2 separate regions of the Urocitellus parryii genome follow, and region 1 is linked to region 2. The links are chromatin contacts, called in public Hi-C maps. All regions are on one chromosome and are shown on one strand. The core of a region is the stretch at or near the end of the contact, and the rest is flanking DNA. Distances in the headings are between cores, read along the strand shown. Region 1 holds the start of Znf33b (zinc finger protein 33B). Region 2 holds the start of Ankrd30a (ankyrin repeat domain 30A).

Region 1 (3,828 bases), core at 1,000-3,499, 240 kb before region 2:
TTCTTGGTCTCCATAATCATGTAAATCAATCCCTTGAAGATACCAATTTATGATTCTCTCTCTCTCTCTCTCTCTCTCTCTCTCTCTCTCTATTTGTTTGTGTGTGTGTGGAGAAATTATGAGGATTTGTGATCACAAACCCTCATAGATTTCTATTACTCTCTCCTCCTTCTCTCTCCTCCTCCAGTTGTGCTCACTGGTACCTGCAGAGCATTACTGGTTGAAGGACTCCTTTTGAATACCAAATTCTGCAGAAGCTTAATTAAGTCTCTTATATAAAAGAACATAATATTTGTATCTAACATGAACACATGCTCTCATATACTTTAAATCTTCTCTAGATTACTTATAATAGCTAATATGATGTAAATGCTATGTAAATAATCATCATCAGATAGAAAAAGAAAATGAAAAAAACCCACATTGGAATACAGGAAACACCTATGAACCTTTGAAATGCAAATCAAAGTTCTGAGCAACCTGTCCATGTCCTTGGCCAGAAAACTTGCCCTCAGAAAGTAGCATAATATGGGTCATACACAAGTACAAGGAAAACTGGCTTAAAATTGTATAACTCTAGACCTCATTTGCTAGCTATTCTCTAGCTAAATATTAATAGACAAGACCAAAGAGTTGCTGTCTCTTCTGGAGATGGCCCCTATTCTCCCTTAAATGTGAGTTCCACGCTATACCAAAGCTTCTCTTTCTCAAGATGTGTATTTCTTGCTTTACCCAAAAAGATGTCTATTGAGAGAGCACACATTCTACCTTGAATTGTGTATTTGCTTTCCTAAGTAAATCTAGTTTTGTCTCTGACTGGTGGTGCTGAAATTATTTTCCTTCACATATTCCAAGGACCTCACTTGTCTTCAGTCAAGGGCCCCTTCTTTGGGAACTCTTCCAGTGATAATCATGCTTTATTTTTTAGGGAATCAAGGACACAAAATCTGCACATGTTCAGAACAGATGCTTTCCCCCAGCCCTAATATTTGTGATACATACTTGGATTGAATTTGTGAATGAAGAATGCAGATTTGCTTTTAATCTTAAAAAAAGAAAAAAGTCCTGGAACTGAGCTGTTTGTTGTTTTCTACAATAAAATATATCAGGCACTAAATTTATGGTTTGTTTTTAGGGTCTCCGTTCAATTTTTAAAACTCTGTCAACATTATTCATTCTTTGTGGGTTAAACGTTTAAAAAATTGAACACGGTAATTTTTTTCATGCAGAATCTAACATAACTTTATACATGTTCTTTATTGGGATGACATTCTGTTAGGAATACTCCATTGTTTTGAAATTTTACAATTATTATTTAGTAGTATTTCTTTGTGATACCAGTTATTGAAATCAGGGGCATTCTACCATTGAGATGCTTCTCTAGCCTCTTATTTTCTGAGAGAAGGTCTAACTTGCCCATTCTAGCTCTGAATTTGCCATTTCCTGGCTCAGGCTCCCCAGTTGTTGGGGTTACAGTCCTGTGTCACCGGCCTGGCATACGTTTATTATATTCAAAAAATACTCCTAATCATGGCATTGTACTTCCTTGAAGCAGGTGCCAAACTATTTTAATGCAGCAATATTTTACATATTGCTATTTCTTAGGGTTTTTTTTTTTGGGGGGGGTGTTAAAATATACTCGTTGTTAATTTAGGTTTTTGTTTAACACTGATGAAGTTGACAATGCTTTTGTAATGTGCACAATACACTAAGGAGAGAGAAAAACACATTTTGAGATTTTTATTGGAATTTTTTCAACGAATAGTCTTCCTATTAATTTCAGTATCGCAGAGGTACGAATCTGTACTATTTATTTTCTTCTTTCGCATGTGCTCATTTTTTTGATTTAGCTTCCATTTACCTTTGAGTGATTTTGATAAGCTAGGTTTCTTATTCCGCGACCACTTTTTTCCTCCCAGACACAATCTCTGATGGTGTCAGATGAGTTTTTTATTGTATGGATTTACCTACTTTCCAGTTTCTAAAAAGTGAGATTGACAGACGGCTTTCCTTTCCTTGACAGTTCTGCGTGTAAACTGCACACAAGCCACATAAGGAACTAAGAATCCGTAGGGGAACCAGGAATGGTTGCTTGAGACACCCACACGGACCGCAAACCCTAGAGCTAAATCCACAGTTCCCCGCAATTCCTAAGAATTGGTCGCGGGGCCTCATGGGAAAGGTAGTTTTTCATTATTGCCTCGGGCCCTGCACCGCGTTTTGCGCATGCCTCATTTCGTCTGCTGCCTCTTCTGTCTTCCCCGGTTTCATTCAACTCCCGAGTTGGTCGGGTAGCATAGTCTTCCTACTCTTCTGTGATCAATGCGACAGGCTGGGGATGGACCAGTGAACCCTGAAAGGCTGGGCAAGGAACGAGGGGCCCCGAGAGCGGTCAGCGGCCGGTATCCGGCGGTAGTAAGGAACCTTGCCGACCCGTGGAGGGACCCTGGGACGGCGGGTTCTTTGTCAGGATGTGAGGCCCCGTCACTACAGGTTTCAGTGGCGTGCTTGTGGAAGTTGTGTGTGGGGCCGCGAAAGGAGGAGGTGTGCACATGCGCGAAGTTTACTAGGAGCTCCTGGAGAGGGGGCGATGCTGCAGGGAGAGCCTGCGTGAGAGCTAAGGGTTCTTCCAACGCCTTGCATGGGAGTTTGGACTCATTAGTCACTGCGGATTTCTTATCAACTTTGTTTAGGCAAGTTCTTTTTCCTTGGTTCTCCATTCTATAGAGACTATGAACTGCTTCTCTATTATGTTCATCACTGCATCTTGATACGTGCTATTTTTCTGTCTTAATTCTCCTAAAGTTTAGGAAGGATCTACAAGAATTATCTTTTTATTTCATTTGAAAAGGAATAAGAAAAAGTCCTAAAGGTTTTTGCATCTCAGGATCATACTTTGTTAGTGGCCAAAACTATTTTGAGATCTCCTGACTCCCAAGCCAATCCTTTCTACTTTGTCATTTAAGTGAAAGGAAGTTTCTTATTAAACACATTTTGAGTAACAGCAACAAAGTTAAATTTAGAATTTTTTTTTCCTCGTGAAGCATGACTTTTTGTGGCTTTTTGTGGAGTCACTAATCAAAGGTTAAATAACACTAGTAGGAAAACTGATAGATATCATTCCAGAGTATTATTTTACAACTGTGAAATGTTGATGTTACTTCATTAGATGTAGTAACGAAATTGACCAGTATTATTGTTTTAATTTTTTTGTGAATCCTTAGTATTCACAAGAGAATTCTGTTGAAATCCATAGGAAGCAAATATTAACTTTCATTCAGAAAAAAAAATTGTGCACATGAGCTACATGATTATATTAGAGTCAGGTGGTCTTTCATCATTCCCCCTGATTATTCTGAAGGGTCAGTGGAGTGTTGGCATTATTCTAGGTTATTATTCATTAGGTCACTGGCATCAGTAGTACATTATTATTCATTGTGTCATTAGGCAGGTTACAGAGTTAGCAACATTATTCAGCTACATGTTACTTCTCAGTTACATGTTACAGTTACAGTGTGCAATGTTAGGACTTTTGTGAAGCGCTTAAGAAAGTCCATTGTTTAAAGTTACTGTTTTGTGGACAGGTTCAGGCTTAGTGGAGCTTGGTAAAACATTGTGGTTGTTTAACAAGAGAGTTCCATTATTCCTAGGAGCTGTGTGCCTGAGATCAATTCTCCCACAGGAATCATTTTATCTAGTGAATGAGTGTAGTTTTTTAGGGCAGGAGAATTCATGAGCTGCTGAGCAGGCCAGATCTTTTATGATCCCATTCCTCTTCTGCTAACTAGCTGTGTCTTCACAGTTGTCTACATCTTTCCAAGAACAGCA
Region 2 (4,130 bases), core at 1,385-3,884:
GGCTAAAACAAGAGCACAGTCAAATAATATGTGTGTCTGTATAATCAAACTGACTTTTTTCCTCACTTGATAAAACAAAGTATATCTTCCCATGTCAACAGACATGATATTTATGCAAAATTCAATGATTATATTCTAACCAATTGATACATTGTAATTTGTAAATTACTAGAAAAATCTATTCTATGGGTTCTTCTTCTTCTTCTTCTTTTTTTTTTTTTTTTTGTATCAGGGATTGAATCCAGGGATGCTTAACCACTGAGCCACATCCCCAGCCCTTTTTTAATTTTGAGACAGGGTCTCACTAGGTTGCATATGGTCCCGCTGAATTGCTGAGGCTGTCTGCTGCCTCAACCTTCCAAGCTGCTGAGATTAGGTTCTTATTAATGCACTGTTATTTTAAGCAGTGCTGAGAAAAACAAATTGTGTCATTTATTATTTCCTAAAGATATTCTAGTATAATAAAATTTGTTGGTAGAAACATATACATTTTAAAATAGGGTACAGTAGATCAAATTGTCTGTTTGAAAAGTCATAATTTAAGCTTTAAGCAGAAGTATACCACTGCTTTTCATTCTCACAAATTTTGTAATTGGTAAACACTATTTTATTCCTCTTTTAACTTAATTTCCTTCTCTTACCAGGGACAAAGAAATTTTTCCAGTGTCCATAGGTAACTTGTAGATCTGCACAAGTGTCCCTTACCAAATTAAGTAAGAGTTCAAGATCTAGAGGTAAACTTTAGTGGTACAGTACTTGCCTAGAAAGCACAAGGCCTTCGGTGCAACCCCCAGTATAAAAAAAAATAAATGGAGTTCAGTTTTTTTCCTTGTTAATTTGAAAGAATTTTCTGTATAATGAAGATATATTTTTTATCTGTATTATATGTTATATATGTATAAATATTTTGCAACAGTTTTTAATTTTAATTCTTTTTCTGATATACAGAGGTTTAGATTTTTCATTTCTGCTAACTGACCCTTGGAACAGTTTCTTTTAGGCTAGGGGTATAGCTTAGTGATAGTGTGTGCTTCCTAAGCACTAGTCCCTAAATTCAATCCTGAGTCCCACAAAAGGAAAAAAGAATGCTTGCTTTTGAGTTTATTTTTAGGAAGGTCTTGGCCAATATAAAAAATATATAATGCAGAAGTAGGCCTGTGTATTTTCTTTCATATTTTTCTCATTCTGTATTATTAAAAATTTTTAATCTGTACTCTATGGAGAAACTTAACTTGTGACATAATAACCTAGCTAGTTTATTCCAGTTATCAGGCACTACATATATGAATAACTCATCTTTTCCTATTAATATGGAATGTCATTGGTTTCAAGTTCTAAATTCTTACATACATTTGGGTGTTTCTGGATTTTTCTATTCTGTTGCATTAGTTTATCTGTCTTTTCAGTTGCCAGTATCAATTAGTTTGTGAAAATCAATAGTGTATTTTAATACCAAGAAGAGCAAGTTCTTATTACAAAAAAAAAAAAAATTCTGTCATCACAATAGTAAAAGCATGGGGAAATAAAAAATGCTAACTTTTCGGCCTGGGGCTGTAGCTCAGTGTTAGAGTGCTTACCTCTCATGTGTGAGGCACTGGGTTCAATCCTCAGCACCAGATAAAAACAAATAAAGATATTATGTTCATCTACAACTAAAAATTTTTTAAAAATGTTAACTTTGATATTTTTACCTGGTTTATCTAAAATAAATATAGAAAGACCTCACATTTTTGGAATAAGTCTTCCTTGTTCAACAGAGAACTATCTTCCCAATAGTTATACACTTCATAAAAACATGGATATTATTTTTTTCTAAGCATTTAAAACCCTTTAGTTGATAAAAAAATATTTCTCTCATGCACTTTCTACACCGTATACATGGTTTTAGAATTGTGTATTTTAAAAATAAACTGTTGCATATACTTAATTTTGTTAAGTTAATCACTTTTCAATAGTCAAAGAGCTTTACATGGGAATCATAAGTGGATCGGAAATGAGCTAAAGTTCTGTTTTAGTTCTGTTGCTCATGAAGCGGTTCTGGGTGTTAGATCCCTTGGAGGCCTGTGCTTCCCAGGTGCCTGAGGGGGTCCAGCTGGGGAGGTGCCCGTTTCTTCCACGCCCCCCTCCTCCCGCACCAAACCCGTAGCCCCTTGGCACAAAGCCCCTACTTATTACCTGTTCTTCTTGTCTTTATCATTCACGCCATTTTCCCCAAGAATAAGGAGATGCTGCACTTTGGCTACATTGCCCATGCTTGCAGCCTTGTGGATCTTTCCTGTATCCTTGTCTCGGATGTGGTACCTGGGCGAGTTCAGACTACTGGCATTCGCAAGCCCAAAGCCCACACAGTTCCTTCGCAGGTTGCTGGAGGAGCCCAAAGGCGAACGGCCCTTACTTCCGAAGCCAAAAATCCTCTTCATGGCAGAAGCCAACCGCCTCAGGGGTACCTTTCCTCCTCCTTGGCTTTTCACCGCCTCCGGAACTCAATATTGGCTGTCACAGATAAGCAAACCTAGTCTCGCCACAACGACTCAAAGGGGCAGCTCCAAGGTTCCATTTTTTCAGGAAAAAATTATCGTCTCCAAGCCACACCACTTAAATCCCAGTGCGCGTGCGCGGTCTTAGTCTGCGCAGACGCTACTCGCTTTCTCAAAAGGCCGGTAACTGAGGTTGCTCAGTGCGCAGGTACAAAGCTTCATTTCTCCAATCTCCGCCCTTTAGGCCTCCTGTGTTTCTTTGTGTCAGGTTTGTGACAACAGTGCTCTTCCTTGGAGAAGGCTTGGGATTCCAGTCTAACGGGTACTGGCAACTAGTGCGCGGGTAGCCCAACTTACTAGGCCATGTCGCTGGAAAATCGCGCAGTTGTTCCCTGGCGGTCGGACAATAAAGGGCCCGAGAGTGTAGGCAGCATCTCGCGGGCAGCCGGAGGTGGCCGGCCGCCTGGATTTGAAGAAGGGGTTCCGAGGGAGGGGCGGGCGCGGGGCTTGCAAAAGTTCCCTTGAACTCTTGGGACACGTCGGAGGTGAGACTGCCAGAGCTCCGGCAACCAACCGCGTCCGCCCGTGCCCTTCTCCTGGGGAGGGGACCTCGGCGGGGCTCAACAAATGGTGGCTTCGCGGGCCTCTCCAGGTACGACGTGGGTTGTGTGGGACTTGAGGCCAGGCCAGGCCTGGATCTTGCTGTGAGCAACTTGGGCAGCTGCTTCGGTGCACCAGGCGCTCCAGGACTTAGCTCTGATTTGTCTCTTGGTGGACTTTGTATTTCTGTAGAAACAGTGGGCTCTGTAAAAGGTTGAACACGTCAAGTCACCTGGTTTCTGTGTATTCAGGTCAGGCCAGCCTGCTACTGCCACACCTGCTGTTGCCTCTTATAGAAAAGCACATAAACTCTGTCTTTAAAAGCAGAAATCTACTTAAAGAATTTGGTTGGGGATGGGTGGAATATGCATATGGATGTGGTTATGAAAGAAAAAGGGGATTCGTTTTGCAGAGCGCTTTATTTGCATGGAATCTCTATTCATTTGGAAGTTCTTGGAATTAGAAGTGACAGTTTCCATAGAGCAATATAGAGAGTCAATTTTAGGATAAAAATTAATGGAATAGGTAAAGAGATTATGTACATTTTGGATCAGAATAGATACCTGAAGAAAACAACATAATTTTAAAATTTTGGTTTGATTTGGGAAAAGTAATTTCTTTATAAAGCTTTTTCCTAATGAAAATTGTGTATCTACTTTGTCTTATTTTAAATTCTTATGTAAATTACATGAGTTCTTTCATAAATTATTTTTGATAATAAAGCAAGTTCTTTTTACTATTACTCTTTTTTGATGATGACATACAGAAGATTTATTTAACTAAATGTATTTTTTATTTTGTACTAATAGACATGGGTTTTTTTTTAGTACCTTACTATCATAAAGCTACGTGAATATTCTTTTTTGTTTTTATTAGTGCATTATAGATATACATAATATTGGGGTTCATTTTGACATAATCATACATGAAATACAATTTGTTGCACTTCAGTCCCCAGTACTTCCTCCTTCCTCCTCCCTTCCCTCCTGCCTTCTGTACTCTATTGTACTGGTCTTCCTTCAATTTATTTACAGTATTTTTTAAAATATTGGT

Evidence for each region. A called contact is a pair of places that touch in the nucleus more often than the background predicts.
Region 1: a Hi-C map of liver shows a contact between it and region 2, with 2.0 times the contacts expected there. The contact joins the promoter of Znf33b here to the promoter of Ankrd30a in region 2. A contact is called at or near these places in 2 of 2 Hi-C or Micro-C datasets (liver and muscle).

Annotation. Positions count from the first base shown.
Region 1 is chr5:125,040,649-125,044,476 of mUroPar1.hap1, reverse strand. It overlaps Znf33b (zinc finger protein 33B), which reads left to right and starts at 2,249. Exons shown (of 5, transcript XM_026399532.2): 1 at 2,249-2,693; 2 at 3,803-3,828.
Region 2 is chr5:124,797,955-124,802,084 of mUroPar1.hap1, reverse strand. Ankrd30a (ankyrin repeat domain 30A) reads right to left here and starts at 2,634. Exons shown (of 35, transcript XM_026399545.2): 1 at 2,176-2,634. The coding sequence starts at 2,420. LOC113190326 (a long non-coding RNA gene) reads left to right here and starts at 2,630. Exons shown (of 7, transcript XR_013343609.1): 1 at 2,630-2,685.